Regions from separate parts of the Hordeum vulgare genome. Here region 1 is linked to region 2. Evidence: chromatin contacts called from public Hi-C data. All regions are on one chromosome and are shown on one strand. Each heading gives the region's core, a stretch centred on a gene start, on an enhancer-like site or on the middle of the called end of the contact. The rest is flanking DNA. Distances are from core to core; before and after follow the strand shown.

Evidence for each region. A called contact is a pair of places that touch in the nucleus more often than the background predicts.
Region 1: a Hi-C map of seedling shows a contact between it and region 2, with 4 times the contacts expected there. The contact joins the promoter of LOC123408720 here to the enhancer-like site in region 2. A contact is called at or near these places in 2 of 6 Hi-C or Micro-C datasets (leaf and seedling).

What each region holds. Positions count from the first base shown.
Region 1 is chr7H:529,065,064-529,069,642 of MorexV3_pseudomolecules_assembly, forward strand. LOC123408720 reads left to right here and starts at 2,259. Exons shown (of 8, transcript XM_045101771.1): 1 at 2,259-2,612; 2 at 3,225-3,301; 3 at 3,858-4,015. The coding sequence starts at 2,393.
Region 2 is chr7H:528,879,098-528,883,595 of MorexV3_pseudomolecules_assembly, forward strand. It overlaps the pseudogene LOC123409216. Among protein-coding and RNA genes, the nearest start is that of LOC123408720, 190 kb to the right of the region's middle. Within about 2 kb of position 1,989, at least 2 of the 3 cell types and tissues checked have open chromatin away from gene starts, as enhancers often do. A contact at or near this core is called in leaf and seedling, where this site is marked.

The DNA.
Region 1 (4,579 bases), core at 1,009-3,508, 190 kb after region 2:
ATATTCTTTCAAATCCGTTGTTGTGCACACATACTGAATTTGGTAGTTCAATCTGGTTTGACATTGATTGATCATGTTGTGGCCAAACTTAGAGATGGTATAATGTACCTAAAGGCTTCAGGTAATAGGCTGCACAAGTTTTATAATACTGCTACAACTATTTTCAACCTAGAAGAATCAAGGAAGTTGAAACCTGACATGCCCATTCGTTGGAATTCAACGTATACTATGCTTGGCTGCTGTTTGTACTTTAAAGAAGCGTTGCAGTGGTATTCTGAGAGGGATAGCATCTTCAAGGTGAATTTTTGGCCATCAGAGGAAGAATGGGCCAAGGTATCTCATATGTATCAGTTCTTGGAGGTTTTCTTCAAGGTAACTACTGTTTTCTCAAGAATAAAATATCAAACAGCCAACTTGTACTTCATGAATGTTTATCTGGTTCATACTGCTATTATTGAGGCAACTGATGGTATAAATAGCTACATGGGTCCAATGTTGTTCGTTATGAGAGCAAAGTTCATGAAATATTGGTCTGACTATAGCGTATTTCTATCTTGTGCTGCTGTTCTTGATCCCCGTATTAAGTTCAAGTTCTTAGCTTATTCCTACTCCAAGTTGTATGAAGAGGATGATGCCAACCGTCGCATTGCTGATGTTAGAAGTACCTTGACTTCTTTATTTAATGAGTATGGAAGTGTTTTACCCGTTCATGACAACTTAGCCAAAACTAGTATGCCAAGCACTTGTGGACTTGGTGCCTTTTCTGACTATGATCAGTATGTGGAAAACACGAGCTCACATGAAGAGAAATCTGAATTGGAATTGTACTTGGCTGAACCTGTGAAGAGGTTGAATGAGAACATTGATATCTTGGATTACTGGAGCAAGTCTGCAGCTAGGTATCCGCAGCTAGCAAGATTGGCGCGTGATATCCTTGTTGTTCCCGTGTCAAGTGTTGCATCAGAATCTGCTTTCAGCTTGAGTAAGAAGGTTATAACCCCGAGTCGCGCCTCACTTAAACCAAAGACGGTTGAGGCCTTGATGTGTTTGCAAGATTGGTATCGCTGCAAATTGAATAAAAAACATGGTATATAGTTTAACTTACTTTGTTCTCTTTCTTCATTCTATGTTTACTTGCAAAAGATTATTAACTCAATCTGTTGTTGTAATTGTAGATAATAAGAGAAAGGCAGAAATGGTTGAGCTAGATGATGATGAAAATTCTTCTTCCGATGAAGAAGAATGTAACATCCCTATTCTTTATTCATGTCAACTTCTCAAGTTCAACACGTACTTTAGAGCTTGTAGCTAACCTGCCGTTTATTGCATTTTGTAGAGTTCTTGCTAGGGCAATGAGATGAGTAGAAGAAGCAGAAGAGAAGGCATGTCGAGATGTAACCATCCAGGATCCAACATTTTTTAGAGTTCTATGAATTGCCCATCTGGCCTGTAACAATACATTTATGCACTTATGTTTCTACAAACTAAAAACTGGAATGTTTTGATACTATTTGATGCGAAGACAATGCACTTTACTCCTGTTTTGGCGTACATTTATGCACTTATGTTTCTACAAACTAAAAACTGGAATGTTTTGATACTATTTGATGCGAAGACAATGCACTTTACTCCTGTTTTGGCGTACATTTATGCACTTATGTTTCTACAAACTCAAAACTGGAATATTTTGATACTATTTGATGCGAAGACAATGCACTTTACTGCTGTTTTGGCGTACATTTATGCACTTATGTTTCTACAAACTCAAAACTGGAATGTTTTGATACTATTTGATGCGAAGACAATGCATTTTACTGCTGTTTTGATGCTGCTGTGCTGCTATCTTATTATGTTCATTTTTCTGGACATGTACTTTCATTACAATGTCAAGGGCCTTTGGGAGGGCTTAGGGCTTTCGGGCTTTCTGCGTTGGGAGGGCCTGGGCCTGAGAAACGTAGAATTTTCGTGAGCCTCGGCCTTATCTCCATGCCTTGGGCTTGTTGGGGCCTGGGCCGAGGCCCGGCTCGGCCCATGGCCAGATAGAGGCTCGGCTCTCCCCCTCTCCGCTCTTCTTCTCGTTTCCAAACCTAACTAAAATACGGAGCAGAAGGAAAAAACTCACACTGCCATTCTTTTGGAACGGAAAACCTACCATCTTTTTTTTTTGTTTGAATGTTGGAAAACCTACCATCTTTGAAAAGCCCTAGCACGACCTTTCTATTTCAGCTCCATCCCATCCCATCCCGAGAAAGCAAAACAAAACAAATACTTTCTCGGAGAGCAACAAGAGTCCACTAGTCCTACTCCGGTCCGGCCCTCCCCGCAGCCGCCGCGCACAGGCCCAGCCCCCAAACCAGAGCGAGCGGTCGGCGGCGCGTGGGAAGGGGGAACGATGGATGCGCGGCGGTGGCAGTCCCCGGCGGCGGCGGCCGCGGCGGCCGAGGCAGCGGCGGAGGACGCGTCCGGCCGCGGGGCCGGGCCCTCGAGGCGGCCGCCGCGCCGCGGCCTGCACCGCGCGTCGCCCTACGGGCTGAGTCCCCGGCCGTGGCTCCCGAAGCCCCCGGTGGCCTCCAGTGCCTTCTCCGCCGCGTCCCGTGACCACGCCGCCGCAGGTATATCCTCTCCCCCACCATTGTTATGTTCGGCGATTGGCACCAATCTAGGGTTGTATAAGCACCGAAAAAGCCCTCCGATCTGGTCCATTTTAGCTGATTATTTCAGGCCTGGGAACCTCATTTGGTTTTAGCTATTTGATGTGGTTTGGTACCGCACCATTTTCCTCCTGGAACGTGTACAGTATGGTTTGTTGCGGAGTCAACATGGGGTCAAGCTTGTGAGTTGAATCCTTGCCGTGGGTACAAGTTTGTGCACCTGCGGTAGCGTCCAACCAGCATTATAGATTTGTAGTAGAATTTCTGCAGTAAGCAGGGCAGTTTCCACGAGTTCAGTTCACTATTGGATGCTAATTCATCCTGTGTTTTGTCTTCATCAGTGAAGGGATTCCTTACTTATTTGATCTGGGTGTTGGATAAGCTACTCCTCTTTGTACCATTTATTATTATTTTAATGTAATCTATGATGTGATCTGAAATTCGATTGTATCATTTGCTTGTTGCCCCATTGGTTAATATAGAGTTATTGAAATTAGTGCAAAAGTAGTTCCTTCTTTTTCTTGCAAAGTATGTCCAACTTTTGATTCCTTTTTGCTGCTTCTAATGTTGCAGACGATAATCGGATGGGTCAGTATGAATCAATGGATGTAGCGCATGAAGCCAGCAGAGTAACACATGAATTAAGCAGGGTACATTTTAATTAGTGCATTGAATTCATTAGCTCGTCTTCCTATGATTTGTATAACTTAATGGATCTGCTATATATAGAGCTTCCTTGCATACTTCTTTACATTGTCTCAAATGCCATGCTGTGCCACGGTTACAATAAACTGTAGGTCATGCAAGTATTGTGCAGAGTGATCTGTTCAATTAGTGGCACATGGATGTTTCACTGTAAAGAAATTAATACAACAATGCATCCCGTAGAAGTTCTGTTCCGTTCATAGTAAAAGAATCCAATTTTTTGTATCTGCTGTCCAGAGAATAGTCCATTTTACATTTCCCTCATCAGGTTAATGCCCGAATCGGTTAATCTTTTTATAAGCGCATGTACTGGTTGAACTGAAAGATGATGACCATATATGTAATTCTGAGCTGATATATTGCTTGAGAGCTGCAAGGTCAATTGTTTACTTTGTGATTTTACTCTGTTAGCATGGTTGGCCAGTAGTATTAGATTCGACCTCCAGTTATGATGTATCTGCTGGTGATTTTCTGTAACCTCTGATCTACCTTAAACTGCAGAATAAGTCTATGGAACCAAACACCATTGCTATAACCAATGTGGCCCCAACGTTTGGAAACGATGTCAACCTGCTGCCAGAAGGTGATTACATAAATCGAAGCGATGGCAGTCGACTTGCTGAAATCGAGAAGATCATCAAACAGAAGCAGTTTTCTAGGTAGGTTTCATGGTGTGTACTTTTAGACTTTCTGCAGTCTGCTTTAATTTCAATCTTTAATTATAGTTTGCTGGATCCTTCTGTAAGTGTATGTGGGAAACCAAAATTATATTTCCATTTTGTACAGAAATAATACCCCTTATATAACTATAAGACGGGAAAACAATAGAAATACGAATTAGAAGTTCAGAGCCATTCTTTGCAATGGTTATTTACATGTGTCAATAGAGTTGAGAAAAATAAGAATAGGAGCTAGTCATTACTCATTAGTAACTCTACTTTTACAACTAATCTGATAGATGAAATGCTTTGGTAATTGATTCTGGGTCATAAAGGTCTAATTTTACAACTAATCTAATAGATTACATCTTTGGGTAATTGGTTGTGGCCTTTAAGATGTACTCGTCATTTTTTCCCATTTTCAGATTAGTATAATTCTGGTCTTCCTTACAGGAAGTCTTTTCACCGCCGTAGTGGCCTAGTCTTCTGAATTCAATTGTGCCTATAAGAGAGTTTACCGGAGTGTTTTGTCCCATTATTATTTTAGTCTTGCCAGGGGTTTCT
Region 2 (4,498 bases), core at 739-3,238:
CTACGGATCCAGGAGGTACTCCCCCACTCGATGGGACGAAGAACCACCTCGAGTCGCCGACAAGAACAGAGGTCGGGAACCGTACCGGGCTCAACCCGAAGCTGATATCCGACACAATATAGCCCGGATTAGAGGCGCCGCTCACCCACTATGCTTCACAAATGAGGTCAAGCAACACCAATTACCGGAAGGGTTTAAACCCGTGAACATAGAACAATACGACGGGACGTCAGACCCTGCCATGTGAATACAAGATTTCCTTATCCACATCCATAGGGCTAGGGGAGACGATCTCCACATCATAAAATACTAACCCGTAAAGTTGAAAGGACTGGCACGACACTGGTTAAACAGCTTACCCGAAGACTCCATCGGGAGCTGGGAAGAGATCGGGGAGGCTTTCCTATCAAACTTCCAGGGAACCTATGTTCGGCCGCCGGATTCATCCGACCTGAGCAACGTCGTTCAAAAGGTGGGCGAATCGGCCAGAGAATTCTGGAATCAATTCCTAAACAAGAAAAACGAAATCGTGGACTCTCCGGATGCCCAGACAATAGCCTCTTTTAGGCACAACATCCGAGACGAATGTCTGGCTCTACTGCTCAGTCAGGATAGGTCGAGAACAATGTTCGCCCTCACTTCCCTCATGACCCGCTTTTGCGCGGGTGAAGATAATTGGCTAGCTCGGCGCAGACACAATGCGGACGACCCTGAAACCTCTGAAGTTCAGGAGGAAATGGCAAGACAATAAAAACAAGAACAAATGCCGCCACCGTTGTCGGGGATATACCCTGCAGTGTAACCCGGCTTGAAGTATGATCCGCCAAGGACTTGGCGACTCACCGATGACTCAGTAGTGACCTGGCGGGCAGCTCATACTTGACCCCACAGGCGACTCGGACAAATGACAAAGGCCCAAGGCCCGGCGTACACCCTGGCATAAGGTGGCTCATAGAGAGGCCAGGAGGGCCGGCTCACAAGAGAAGGCCCAAGAAGAGGAGAGACTCCCTCACAAATGAAACAAGACCCGGATTAGGATTCAAGAGAGACTATTCCTATTCCTACTCCTAATAGGACTCGACATGTAAATCTACCCCTTCCACTTATATAAGGAGGGGTAAGGCGCCCCAAGAGGGACAAGTTTCAAAACTTAGGTCTAGACAAGACAAATCATGAGATAGACAGATTCGACACCCGCGAAATTAGAGGTGGCGAGTCTGCACCCTTGTAATCAAGATCATCATTTACATCAATGAAACACAAGTAGGGCGTAGGCTTTTACCTCCATCGGAGGGGCCGAACTTGGGTAAACTCGCGTCTCTCAATTCCGACCAACCCCTCTCAAGCCGCCACATGGTTGCGATGGCCTCACACCTATATCCTTGCACGGGGACATATGCCATGACAAAACCACGACATTTGGCGCCAACCGTGGGGGCATGCGTACGGTGAAATAGTGTTCTTCGAGGGAGCTCTTCACGGATCGAGAAGCTTACGATGGATCAGATATAGAAGAGACGGCACAGAACGATCGTGCTTTTGATGATTTCAAATGAAAGGGCTCGGGCGGAAGGATCAACATTATCTCCGGCAAGATGAATCGAAACAGTATATACGAGGTTGGAATTCCAAGAAAAGTTAGGGTTTTGTGGTGTGCCGCCGCACACGACTTACGATCCGGTGATTCGAAGCCAAATCGGATCAGGAAACCAAGGCAAAACTAAAGCCCCTGGCCTGCTGGCTGCTGCAGCAGGCTGCTTCTCCCGTGTGGGGCCATCCCCAACGCTGCCGCGACGCACCTTTGTCATTATGGCCTCGTCGCTGTCGAGTCGTTGCTCCTGCCGGCTAGCCACCGCTACTCCTGCCGGCGAGCCACCCCGCGCCGCCGCATCGATGCCCCACCAAGCCACCTCTGCCGCCTAGCCACCGCTGCTCCTACCGATGAGCCGCCCCGCGCGTGCCTCACCGCACCAGTCGCCCTCGCGCGGACCCCGCGTTAGACAGAGGCTCTCCATCTGGCTGCAGCTCCACCAAGCACTGCCTGCACCTTCCCCTGCGTGCAGCAACCTGCCTGCGCCCGTCGCCACCTAGTTCCTCACGCACGACCCGGCCCTGGTGCGAAACGGCCCTCGACAACGTTTGCGCCTCTCCTAGTCGTGCATCGACTCGACCTCGTCTCCAAGTCGCCTGTCCGAGTCAGGTTGTTACTGCTGCCTCGGTCGGCCACGGATTCTGCTATGGCCTTGGCCGCGCTGCTCCTCCTTGCACCCGCGTGCGTTTATGCCTGACTAATTCCGGCCCACCTGTACTTCACCGTCGTGTCCGGGACATATGTTGTGCCCGTTGCGCTGCTCCGCCCTGCTACGTTCATGGCACAATGCCCCGGACGGATCCGACGCACCTGACGCGCCCGCGTCTCTTGAGCCGCCCCCGCGAGAGCCTACACTCACATTGATTCGCCATCCGCGCCCGTGGCGCCGATTCGCTCCGCCACGCTCACTGCATCGCGCGCTCACCGTCTCTGCCGCACACAGCCTCCACCAGCGTTTCTCCGAGCCATTAGCTGAGTCGACCTCATCTCCGAGTCACCCTCCCAGCCATCGCAGGTCTCGGACTCCACTTTGTCGTGCAGCTCAAGCCGCCGCGTACGCTGCACCGTGCCTGCCTGTGACATGGGCCCACGGCCAGCCTCGACCCGCCGTCGGCACCCACTCCGAGCCGACTCGCATCTGCTGCCACGCTTGTCGGCCGCCATGGCCTCGTCCACGGCCAAATCACTGACCTCATCCAGAACCCGCCGGTGCTTGCGGTCATCATCTTCAAGTCGCCCGCTGCTGACCCGCCGGTGCTACGCGCTGCTCCGGCCGACCGTGCCCTCTCGTCCGCACCCGCGCAAACCGCCTCTGCCCCCCGCCTTAGCCTGTCTCGACTTGCCGCACCACCCAAGAGCCGCCATCGCACACCGCTACTGTGGCTCGCTCCACCGCGGCCTCACCTCCAAAGTATGAAAAGAAAAGGGAAGCCTGGACAGAGAGGAAGGGAAGCAACGATAGGGAAAGCTGAAGGAGTTTGGTCATCACTACTTTTTACATATAGTATAATAGTATCCGCGCTCATCTGTCATCCAAATATAACAGGTGCTATCTACTCCATTTATTTGTACAACATATATTATTTTTTGTGAAAACAATTACTTTTGGCTTGTAATATTTTACTATGCAGGACAATTGTTCATTTAAAAAAAAGCGTCATATTGCGAGTACGAAGCTTGTGTCAATCAACGTCATGGGCGACTCACCATCTGTACCTATTTACAATGACGTGGCCAACTCTCACGTCTGCACGATCAAGGCGACTTACAATGACGCGGTCAACTTTCACGTCCGCACGACTAAGACAGCTTACAAAACATCGCCTTCGTGGTCCGGACAACATCAACCCACCAGTGCAGTGTACGCTAGTGCGAGCCGCCCACCATACGCACCTAAGCCGCCGCCTCCGCTGCATGGTTCATATAAAATATGTTAGAAAATTTTCCGACGTTCATCCGTGAAAAACACATCAGGTGCTATTCATCTTATCTACTTTTTAGTACATGTTATTTGTCCAAGAACGATTACTTTGGGCTGCAATATTTTTACACAGGGGGACTCTTCAGTACAAAAAGTGGCTTTATATCTTGGAGATGGAGCGGGTACGGGCATCTTTCTCTACTGGCTTATGCCACAGTCAAATATGAAGACTCTCAAACCGCCTCCTTGAGTCGACTTAAGACTCGGGGGCTACACAGACATGGCTCTCCAGATCCAACCAGGCTGAATAATTCAAGAACCCCGGGTCATTGCAGGGAAGATAACCCGGCCCCGAGGGCTATTGCCTCATTAGCGGGCATTTTAAAGTTGCCCAAGAGGACGAGTCGCCACGATGCGCCGTTCAAACATGCGTGCCCTGTTTCATTGGCAGGCATTTTAAAGTCGCCCAAGAGGACGAGTCGGCACGATGCGTCGTTCAAACATGGGTGCCATGCTTCATTGGCATGCATTTTAAAGTCGCCCAAGAGGACGAGTCGCCACGATGCGCAGTTCAAACATGGGTGCCTGGCTTAAGGAAAAAATTCATGGTTAAACCTGCCTGTCTGCGTGATGCTACCCCGAACCCCCTGTACTTCGTTTCATTGTAAGTCAATCCATATGGACCCTGAACTTATCCGGGTTAAAACATCGATTGGGTCATGTGGGAGCCGGCTTACAGAAAGCGAGGATACTCCATGAGCCATTAAGCAGCCTTCTTGGTCAAACCTGCCTGTCTGCATGATGCTGCTCCGAACCCCGTGTACTCTCGATATGTCAATCCAGTTGGACCCTGAACTATCTAGGTTAAAACATCGATTGGTCGTGAGTGTCGACTTACAGAAAGCGAGGATATTCCATGGGCTATTAAGCCACCTTATTTGAGATTTAGTTAAACCCGCCTGTCTGCATGATGCTACTCCAAACCC